Regions from separate parts of the Gossypium arboreum genome. Here region 2 is linked to region 1. Evidence: chromatin contacts called from public Hi-C data. All regions are on one chromosome and are shown on one strand. The core of a region is the stretch at or near the end of the contact, and the rest is flanking DNA. Distances in the headings are between cores, read along the strand shown.

Evidence for each region. A called contact is a pair of places that touch in the nucleus more often than the background predicts.
Region 2: a contact with region 1 is called in a Hi-C map of leaf, with 3 times the contacts expected there. The contact joins the promoter of LOC108477303 here to the promoter of LOC108450508 in region 1. A contact is called at or near these places in 2 of 5 Hi-C or Micro-C datasets (both in leaf).

What each region holds. Positions count from the first base shown.
Region 1 is chr5:69,534,725-69,540,255 of ASM2569848v2, reverse strand. LOC108450508 reads left to right here and starts at 2,871. Exons shown (of 3, transcript XM_017748166.2): 1 at 2,871-3,555; 2 at 4,039-4,356; 3 at 4,937-5,123. The coding sequence starts at 3,017. The coding sequence ends at 5,021.
Region 2 is chr5:69,688,015-69,693,545 of ASM2569848v2, reverse strand. LOC108477303 reads right to left here and starts at 2,056. Exons shown (of 2, transcript XM_017779805.2): 1 at 1,537-2,056; 2 at 140-714. The coding sequence starts at 1,872. The coding sequence ends at 466.

The DNA of each region.
Region 1 (5,531 bases), core at 1,622-4,121:
TTGTTTGTCTATTACTATTAGGTAACCCTCAAGTTCAAGATGGGTCATAGCAATGGGAGCTTGATTAAAACGTTAATTATTTGGTATTTACAAAAAAAAAAAACTGGTTTATTCTATTTTGGACTATTTTGGACTGTTTAAAGTTTGAATTTTATTCTGATTTCCATTTTAAAGTACTTCGACATGATTTTTATGATACTCACTGTATTTGCAAAACTATGGTTTTCCAACAACATATTGCATTTTAAAAAATCGAGTTAGATTAAGAATTTTGCTGCAAATCTAAATATTTAAAAAGTATAAAATAATCAAAGATTTTATGGAATTTGATTAAAAAAGAAATGATCGCTAATAAATTGGATTTTTACTTAGTAATAGTTAGAATCAACTTTAAAAATCAAACAATTTCTGGGTTTTTTTTTTCAAATGTTTTGCAGTAACATCACTAGATTTGGCCATAACGTCTAGGCCGGGTTTAGGGTGTTACATTTGATCGTATCAAAGCCTAGGTTCAAAACTCGGGTTATGATTTGGGTTCAAATTTTTGTAAAAAATGTTTTATTTGAACAAAATGTCTTTCTACTAAAATCTGAAAAACAAGTTTTTGGAATATCAAGTCTGCAACACCAATCATGTAAGTACTTATGCTTTAGTTAAACTTCTTAGTTAGAAACAATATTGTAGTTTTAATAAAACTCTTGGTTTAGTTAAAAACTATAGCGACACTGAAAATATTATGATATGATCTTTGACATAAGACATTTGATAAGAAAATTTAAATTGATACATAAAATTCTACTAATGTAGATAAAATACAATAAGTGCACGTGGAACTCGTGGATGTGGTACCCATGAACACTGCGGGCCTCAAAGAGGAGCTCAAGCTGAGCCATCTTTGATAGGCAATATACCCAATTTGGATACAAGTGAAACCATGGGTACACATACTGCTGAGACTAGGTTTTAAGCTCAGACGGCTAGGGATGATGTATTGCCCCAAGCTATATTGAGAGTTTTAGAGAGGGTTGTTGGGACCCATTCTAGATTTGAGAGCCGAGGGTCAGTAACTGAACAACTCCGGTCCAATGGTACTGAGTTGTTTAGGGGCGTTAGTGGGGTTACTCTGGCTGTGGCCGAATATTGGTTAGGGGCCATAGAAAGGATTATGAACGATATCTACTACACTCCTGAGCAAAAATTAAAGGGTGCGTGTCGTTGCTTCGCGATGAAGCTTACCAGTGGTGGCTAACCATTGATTAGGGTACTCAACCTGATCAGATTACTTAGGAATATTTTAAAAATGCCTTCCAGAGTAAGTACGTGGGTGCGAGTTATGTGGAGGCTCGTAGACACTATTTTATAAGCCTTACTCAAGGGGATATAACTATAGCCGAGTATGAGGCCAAGTTTTTGAGGTTGAGCAGATATTTTCGTGAGCTTGTCTCAACTGGTTACAGCAAAAGCATTTGTTTCGGGGAAGGGCTGAGGTATGACCTTAAGGTCTTGATAGCTCCACAGAGGGAGCGAGATTTTTCCCTCTTGGTAGACAAGGCAAAGATTGTTAAGGAGGCCAAGTGCAATGAACGCAAAAAGAGGGACTAAAAGAAAGGTCGGACTAAGACTATGAGGGATACGGGGCCTTCTAGCTCTGTTCAGCGACCTAAGAAACGGGCCAGGTTTGATGGGCCTCCACAGGTTGAGGCACCAGCTGCTGTTACTAAGACTCGTGTTTGTGGAGATAGTGGTAGCACCATCCGAGCGAATGTTAGAGAAGGTTAGGAGCTTGTCTGGGATGCGGGTCTATATATATAGGTAATCGTGCAAGTTTAATCTTCCTTCAACATTTTTTTCATAATTTCATATTTTTAAAATATATTTTAGAGTTTTATAAATTTTAATATTTTTTATTCTAAATATTTTTAAAAAGAATTTTCGAATGATAAAGTATTGTGGGGTTATCATTTGACATATGACAAATAATGAATGGCTATAGATATTTTTATAAGATAGAAAGAATTAGAGTTAAAATGCAAAATTTCACCATGCTACCCGGAAGTATTAAAATTTATCACTTTACTTTATTCTGTCTAATATTGGCCCTATTAATTTGAGAATATGGTTAAAATTTTCAAATGAATTTTATGTGATTGAGTTTTATCATTAAAATTTGAATTTTGTTGAATTTTACCACTGATGTTGTTTTTAATTAAATTTTATATTGATTTTGATGATTTTAAAATGAATTTTAACAAGAAAATTAATTTTAAATATTTTATTTTAATAATTAACAATAAGCTAATTTATAAAATATTAAAAACTATTAAATTAACTTAAATTTTTATTTAATAAAGAAATACTTGAAAATAAAATAAAAATAAAAACAGAATAAGTTTACTTTTTTATATATAAATCATTGTTTTTCTATTATTATTTTTATTTTTAAGTATAATATTAATTTTATTAAAATTTCACTTCAAATTCTTTTAAATTAAAATTAAATAATAAAATTCAATTAAAAATAAAATTTTAGTAACAAACTTTAATAAAAGAAAAGCAAAGTGACAAAATTAAAAATAAAGTTAAAACATAATGGTAAATTATATTAAGCTCAAAAGTATAATGTCAAATACTAATAAAAAATCAGTACAGAAAAATTGAAGTAGTTAAAAAATCGATTAAATTATTTTTTTTAATATTGAAAAGAATTTTTAATTAAACCAACTAGAATGGTCAGACCGATAAATTGATGGCCTGACCAATTTAGTCAACGGTCTGATTTTAAAAATATTGGTCAATATTATAAAATGTTATGTCCTCATTTGGGAAAAGAACCTGGAGGACCAGAACGAATAAAAGGCATACTTTAGGACTAAATGATGCATTAAGGCATTAAAGAAAAATCTCTAATTGATTGTATCAATCTCACAAAGTCACAATGCTCCCCTTCCTCTCTAAAACCCCTTCATTAATGGGAGCAAAAAACAAAGTTCCAATAGCCCCAATTTCGTAGTTTAGAATGGCTACTGTATCACCAGCAATTGCAACTTCGCCACAGCCATTATCATTCTATTTGAAGAAAACCCATCTCAATATCTTACCCTCCCATTTACATGGCCCTACTGCTCGAAGCAATGACCTCTTTTTAAGGTCAAAATTTCAAAACCGGAAGTATTTTCCAATTCCTTCGACCCGAATTAAAGCTTCCTCAAATGGGTTTCTTAATTCAGCTCATACAAGCAAAGAAGATGAAATATTGCCTTCTTTTGAGGAGGCTCCAGTGAAAATCCTCTGCTGGGTTGTCTTCTGGGCTTCTTTGTCTCTTGTTTGGTACGCTGCATCTGGGGACGCTAAAGCGGCTACTGTTGCTGCCGACTCCATTAGAGCTTCAAGCTTTGGCCTCAAGATTGCCAATGCGTTGCGTGGCTTGGGTTGGCCTGATGAGGCCGTGGTTTTCACTCTTGCAACGCTTCCTATTCTTGAGCTTCGGGGAGCTATTCCTCTTGGTTACTGGATGCAACTCAAGCCTACACTCCTGACAATATTATCTATTCTTGGGTTAGCTTTATTTTCTTTTTCGTTAATTGAGGATCTTTCAAGTCTTTAGTTCATTATAGCTTCATGTTTATAGAGTTGAGCTTAATTGTTGTGAAAGATTTTGTTTTGACCAGTTTGCTTATGGAAAATTTTGCTTCAATAGTTTCCATAGAATGCATACTTGTCACTGAAATTTTAAGTCAAGGTAGCATTTTTTTGTTTTTTGTTTTTAATAATACTGAAAGTTATTCATAGGGATGTAAAATAGGCAAATATGCTGGTAAGCTATTTGGGTTAGTTTAAGGAGTAAAATTTATATTTGGTTTGATTACTCTGAAGTCAAGCTTGAGCAATTTGAGATATTGAACGAGCTAATTTTACTATTCTAATGCATGTGCTTGAGTGTACTAAAAATTAACAGTTAATTTCTTATGCATAATTGTTCTGGGAAATTAAATAAGCTGATGATAATTTTTTTTTTCTAAAAGTAACATTAAACTGCAGGAATATGGTTCCAGTGCCATTCATTGTACTTTACCTGAAAAGATTTACTACATTTCTTGCTGGGAAAAACCAGTTTGCATCTCAGTTACTTAACAGTCTCTTTGAGAGAGCCAGACAGAAGGCTGGGCCAGTGGAAGAATTTCAATGGCTTGGCCTAATGCTTTTTGTGGCTGTTCCTTTCCCCGGAACTGGAGCATGGACTGGAGCCATTGTAGCTTCGATTCTTGAAATACCCTTCTGGTCAGCTGTATCAGCCAATTTCGTTGGTGTTGTGTTTGCCGGGCTTCTCGTAAACTTGCTGGTGAACCTCGGTCTCAGGTACGCCATTGTGACCGGTATCTTTCTCTTCTTTATATCGACTTTTATGTGGCAAATCCTTCGGAATATTAAGATGTCTTCGAGCGCATCAAACTAATGTTGAATTACTTATTGAAATTGCCCCTTTTTCTTTTAGCATGTCTGGATTTGTATGATTCATCTATCAGAATCTTAAAGGGCATCTCTGTTATATATGCAAACCCTTATTCAATAATTAAGATTGTGATTTTTAGGAGCAGAGACTTAGAACTATACATGGTCTTCATTTTCTTGTTATCCGTGATCCTTGAAAACATGAAAAAGTGTAGAAAATTGAACATTATATCTCACATCCCGACTCCAAGCTGCATGGAATTCAACCATTAGTAGGCAAAGTCATGTGTTAAATCCTCTGTCAGTCTGTGAGATTGAATGAAAATTAATCGAATCAGTTGGATTTTCCAACATCCTTTGCAAAGTGAACACCGTTACTATATTGCTTCAACTATTCATTTTCTTAAGCATTTACGCCGGGTTCTATATGAATATGATCTCCAAAAATGAAAAAATAAAATAAAATAAAAATTCTATACATTTACAGGTTTACAGAAAAATCTCAACGGGCTAAACACAATGATAACGTGAAGGTCAATTTCTGCGGATTTAATATTTGTACTTCACTTTGATCAATTTTTATCCGAGTATTTTTTGGTTTTTGAAATTTTAGTCTTGAACAAATTGTATAAGTTAAACCTGTTTAGTTAAATTTTATTATTAGTTTTGTATTATATTTAAAGTTGTAGTTTTAGCCCATATTCTCCAATTGGATAATTTTTAATTTCTATATTTTTGAAATCTGAAATTTCAGTTATAATGCAAACAATAGTCCTTTAATCTATTAATTGGTTTTTATAAGTAAAATGTAAGAACAAGTTGATATATCATTACGCATGTGATAATATGCTGGTCGCATCAATTTTTGAAAACTGCAAAATTTAATAAATTTAATAGTTATCATTTAGTTAAAAGCTAAAATTTTAAAAGTACCAAAGATTGAAAAATGACCAAATTACTAATGCACAATATAAGAATATAAGTACTAATAGTAGAATTTAATTTAAAAACAAGATAGTAATAGTATTTTGAGTAAACTACTCAATTAATAACCCTAAAATAGGGTTAATTCTATTTTGGTC
Region 2 (5,531 bases), core at 807-3,306, 150 kb before region 1:
TTTTGGGAGAAAAAAGCCATCCCACCCCGCTTTAGACTTGCAGTCTTGGGGAATCATAGCGACGTTAGAATCAATAAGCATAACACTATCAATCTCCAATGAAAAAATTCACCAACATTGAAACCTGAGGCACATGGCATTTTAAACAAACACCCATACTCAACAATCAAGAAACACTTGAATCTTTCAAAACATATCAAAAAATATATAACAAAAAAACTATGATCAATATAAATAAAATAAAGAAAACATTCCATTCTTTGCTACTAGAGGAACATCTTTAGAAGGCCATAAACTAAAACAACACCATTCCTTCAACTCATTTCTCCAACTCCAACACACAAACCATTTTCACCCTAAAAACATTAGATTTCTAGAAATTAGAGTGAAAATGAACCTAATTCATAACAACTAGCACTATTGTTACAAAGTAGACAGATCCCAAGAACACTCACACGTCCTGCATTAGAGAATGTCATCATAGGCAACAATTTCTCTACCTTTAAATGGCAATTCTAACATTGAAGAACCATCATCAGTGGTTCTTGGGTTGACTATGGTTGATGCAAGCTTATTACTTCTTCCATGCCTGCTTAAAGGCACCTCAGGCCGCAAGAGCTTTGATGAAGATGTTGCCCCTTTATCGTTATTAGCATTAACCCCTATTCCGTCTCTCCATTGAGCTAAAGGATCGGTTGCCCACAAAACTTGAACCTGCAAGCAAAATCACAATTCAGAATTCAAACTTCTTGATGTTGAGCGTCAACTGCTAAGCTCTACATCTGAACTTCATCTCATTAAAAAGTAAAATTTTCAATTTAACAGACTCCTTTAGTTCAATTCAACCTCAAAGCTCTAAATTCTAACTTCAGTTCCTTGTTAAAGGTTAAAATTTCATTTCGATGAAGTTTTTAAGTTTCAATTCAACATTAAAGCTCCAAATTCTAACTCTTTTCTTTTCTTTTTTTGAAACTTCTAAATTCTAGCTTCAGTTCCTCATTATAGGATAAAACTTTAAATGTAATTCAATCTTTAAGTTTCAATTCAACCTTAAAGCTCTAAATTCTAACTTCGGTTCCTCATTAAAGGTAAAATTTTCAACTTAATTGACTCTTTTAGTTTCAATTCCACCTGAAAGCTCTAAATTCTAACTTCACTCTTTAAGCTTACAACTATAAAAGCTCTAAATTGTAAATTCAGCTCCTCATTAAAGAATTTTCAATTTGACTCTCTTAGTTTCAAATCAACCTTAAAGCTCTAATTGTAACTTGAGTTCCTCATTAAAGGATAATTAAATTTCCATTTAATTGACTCTTTTAGTTTCAATGCAACCTTAAAACTCTAAATTATAACACTTCAGTTCCTCTTTAAAGGTAAAAATTTCAAGTTAATCGACTCTCTTATTTTTAATTCAACCTTAAAGCTATCCAACTTGGTTAATTTACTCAAATTAGGATCAAAAGGAAGCACCGATTCAATTATAAAAAGTAACCAAACAAGAACTGAAAAACTAAACACAGTTAATTATATAATTACCCTTTTGGAATCAACGGTAATGCCGAAAGAGGAATCAAGGGAAGCCGCAATGGCGGACTCGGCGGATTCCTTAGAGCGGTATACAATGTAACCGACAGCATCACAATTGATGCGGATGCGAGAGATCGAACCGTAGATCTCAAACCTCGACTTCAAATCGAGCACCGAGCAATTCGGGGGAAGACCCATGACAATAACAGCCGGTGGCGGCTTTGGCTTGGCCTCATTCTCAGAAGACGGCGGAGGTGGCGGGTGAGGTGGCAGAGGACGACGCCGTTTAGAGATGGAAGCTGGGGCGTGACAGGAGAGGTAGGGTTTATCTCTCTTTCGAGACATGTTTTCAGAAAGAAAAAAAAAAGGGAAATAAATTGAGACGATAATTGAGAGCGAGAGATGGTGGAGTTAAGAGTTCGCGGGTTTTGTTCATAAATCATTCTTTCAAGTATGTGTTTGGAGATTGATAGTATCTTCGAAGTTCAAGTCAGCTTTCCAAATATAGTAAACTGTGCGGTTTAGGTTAAAAAAAAAAAAATAGCTTCAAATTCGTTTAAATGAGTCTACCTTTAGAAATATAAGAATTCACAACTAAAATTTTTCTAGGCATCAAAATAAAATGAAAGCAAACTCTGAAGAAGTAAAAAACAAACAAAAAATAAAAACTACAAAAAAGCAATAACACTCCAAGTGTTTAAGTAGATATTGTCACTATTACTCAAAAATAAAGTCAATACACATGAAAGGGAAATACCCTATTTATAGTTGAGCTTTTCATGATCCAACAGTCTAATTTAAAATACGTCAATTGTTGAGATTAAAGACAATCTACAAAGTAGAGATTCTTAAAGGAATTTACAAAAATTCTTTAAAATTACAAAATATTCACCCTAGTCTTGGAACTGTGATAAAGCCTCAGTTAGTTCCCAACTAGCTTTACTATCGAAAAGTCACTTCTATCGAACAAAGTACTTATGCCTCGGCCTAAAGTACTTCCGTCGAATCACTTGAACTATATTTCCCCTTTGTACATCTCGATTGTAAGAGTTCATCGCTCTTACTTGCCCCTATTGTGGCTTGCCTCAATCAAGATCCCCTTGATCAGCACAAATAAGCTTAGGCATGCCCATATTGAACATTGGGTTAACCTTGAGTTTTACCACCAACTTTGGTTTGTAAGTCCCTTGGCTTACCTACTTTAGAACTCTGAAAGGATCCTTGTTCCTTTGCCAAACCAACAATAAATCATAATGAAAACCACTAGAAAAGTGTTTGAGATTTACCTCAATCATAGCATTTACTCTGTTTAACTGCCTAGTTTGTATCACCACTTTTCTCACAAAGTTTGATGAACAACCGACCTCTCTCATAGGTGTTAGCCCTACTAATAACTCAACAGGATTCATATGGATTTTCCACACCTCTAGCATTTCCAATGAGGTCCTTTTGGCACTCCAATTTCCCAAGCCAACATTCCCACCATAAGGAATACCTTCAGCTAGCTGGATTACCAACAATATCTTGGTTTCACCCCTCATGTCTCAACTCACCGACATAATGCATTGTTGCTGATGAGTATCCAAGATGCATATGCAATCGGAAAAAGAAACCAAAAGAGCATTAATCTTGTCAAGGAAATTCAAGCCAAGAACAAAGTCATAATCATCTAAGTGAATTACCTCAAAGTCTTCCTTGCCTTTCCACTAACTAATCTATAACTCAAATTCTTGTGCTACTCTTACAAGTAGGACCTCTTTAGAATTAATAGTCTTGATCTTTTTAGTCAATTTGCTAATTAAGAGACCAAGTTTACCCATGGATTTTCCAAATATAAACAATTAGATACCCCTGTACCAACAAGATCACTCCCCCTTCAGCTTACGATATTAATGTCCACAAACATCAACCATTTTCTACTTGTGATCCCTCTTCGCTTTCACAGAATTGAGTGTCATTGATCCAAGCTTCAATACACTTTCCTCATTGGACTTTGCTTTCTCTTATTGATCGTGAATATCTCAGATCACTCTGGACAGTCCTGTATCATATGCAGTCCACAACATAATAAGCATTTTATTTGTGACACCCCTAATGTGACCCTAGTCGGAGAGTGGTTTTGGGACCACAAAACCGAGTCACAAGAATAATTAGGTGTTATATTCTGTGCTTATTGTATGTGGAATTTGTATGCGTAAATATTTCGTGCCTTGATTTTATTAATTAGGTGCTAATTTATAAGAAAGGACCCATGTGTTAGGACTTGAAAATGTGATAGGTGAATTTTTAAGTGGCCAAATAATGCATGAAGTAAAGACATGAGGGATTTGCATGTCAATTTAGCCAACTATAGGAAGTGGCCGGCCATGGTAATGAAGATGGGCAAAAGAAAACATGTCTTGAACATGTTTTGCTAATGGTGGATGTTAGAAATAATAAAATAAAGAGCATGGGCAAAGGGAACATGTTTCAAACATGTCTAGTTAATGGATCATGTTAGAAAGAATAAAGAAATGGAGAAAAAAGGGGAAATGATGAACAAAAAAAAAAGAGTGTGGATGCCCCCCCTTGTTGCCGTGAGTTGAGGAAAAAGAAAGGAGAAAAAAAAAATTTGTTGTTCATCCTTTCTCATTTTGTTACAATTGCCATGGCTTGAAAAGAAGAAGAAAAAAATGTTCATGTTTTCTTTCTTTTGCTATAGCCGAAACAAAGGGTGAAAAGAAGGGAGATTTACTCAAGTCAATTCGGCAAGTACCTTTGGCTACTAGGAGGTAAGCTTTGAGTTTGTTGATTTGGTTTTGTAATATGCTAAGTTGAATGGTGGATGCACTCTTGGTAAGGTCAAGGAAGTTGAGATTTCTTGTGTGTGTCTAGGCAAAATGCCGAATGATTTAGTGTTGGAGATAGGAGCTTACTTAGAATGATAAATTCTTCTCCTATGATTATTTTTCTTGCATGTTAAATGGCTCCTACTTAGCCATGCAAAAATTTGTAATTTGTATGGATGATTGGAGCATTCGGCTAGGGTATAAAGGAAGGGATTTTGGTTGTTTCATCTAAGTATGGATGATGAATGTGCTATGGAAAGAAATCAGTCTTCCTATGAATATGATTCGTGAATGTTTATATTAGTAAAATAATTTATGTTCAAACACTTGAGGATTCGGCATTGTCCATGACTATTGTGTTTAGGAGGTGATTTTGATTATTTCGAATATTGGAAAGTAAGAATAGGTGTGATCGGTCATGGGAATTTGAGATGTTGTACATTAGAATTGAAAATACTTGAGACTAGGTTACCTTAATAGTGATAATACATTCGGCCTTGATGCATTAATTGAATGTTGGCTAAGGTTTTGATATTTTGAACAAGGATAGTTGTGAATGGAGTGAAAACCATTAAATTATACACATAAGTATCCAGCAAGAAATTTAACTACTAAATGTATTTATACTAGGAGATCAAGACATCAAAGGGAGAATCAAACAAAGGCAAAGCAAAGATAATCGAGTAGTCGATTGGAAATCGTTCATCCAATATAAGGTAAGTCATTAAGCATATATTTGGTATTGTTTTAAATGATCATAATATCTATGCAATTGTGTTTAATGAGATGATATGTAAATGAAAATGTATGTGTATGGAATGATGACATTGTTGAATGTAAAAGAAATAGTGAAATGTGTAGAAAGTTTGCTTTCGGCACTAAGTGTCTTGGCAATACGTGTGTACGGTGATTTAGATTGGCATTGAGTGTGCATGCTGGAAATATATGGCACTAAGTGTGCATGCTGGAAATATATGGCACTAAGTGTGCATGCTGGAAATATACGGCACTGGGTGTGCGAGCTCGAAGGGTATGGCACTATGTGTGCGGGCTTAAATCACATGGCACTAAGTGTGCGAAATGGAGTATTAAGCACTGTGTGTGCGTACTCTATATATATATATATCTCCGATCGAACAATTATATCGAGTGGAGTATGGACAGCGGAAAGAGTAA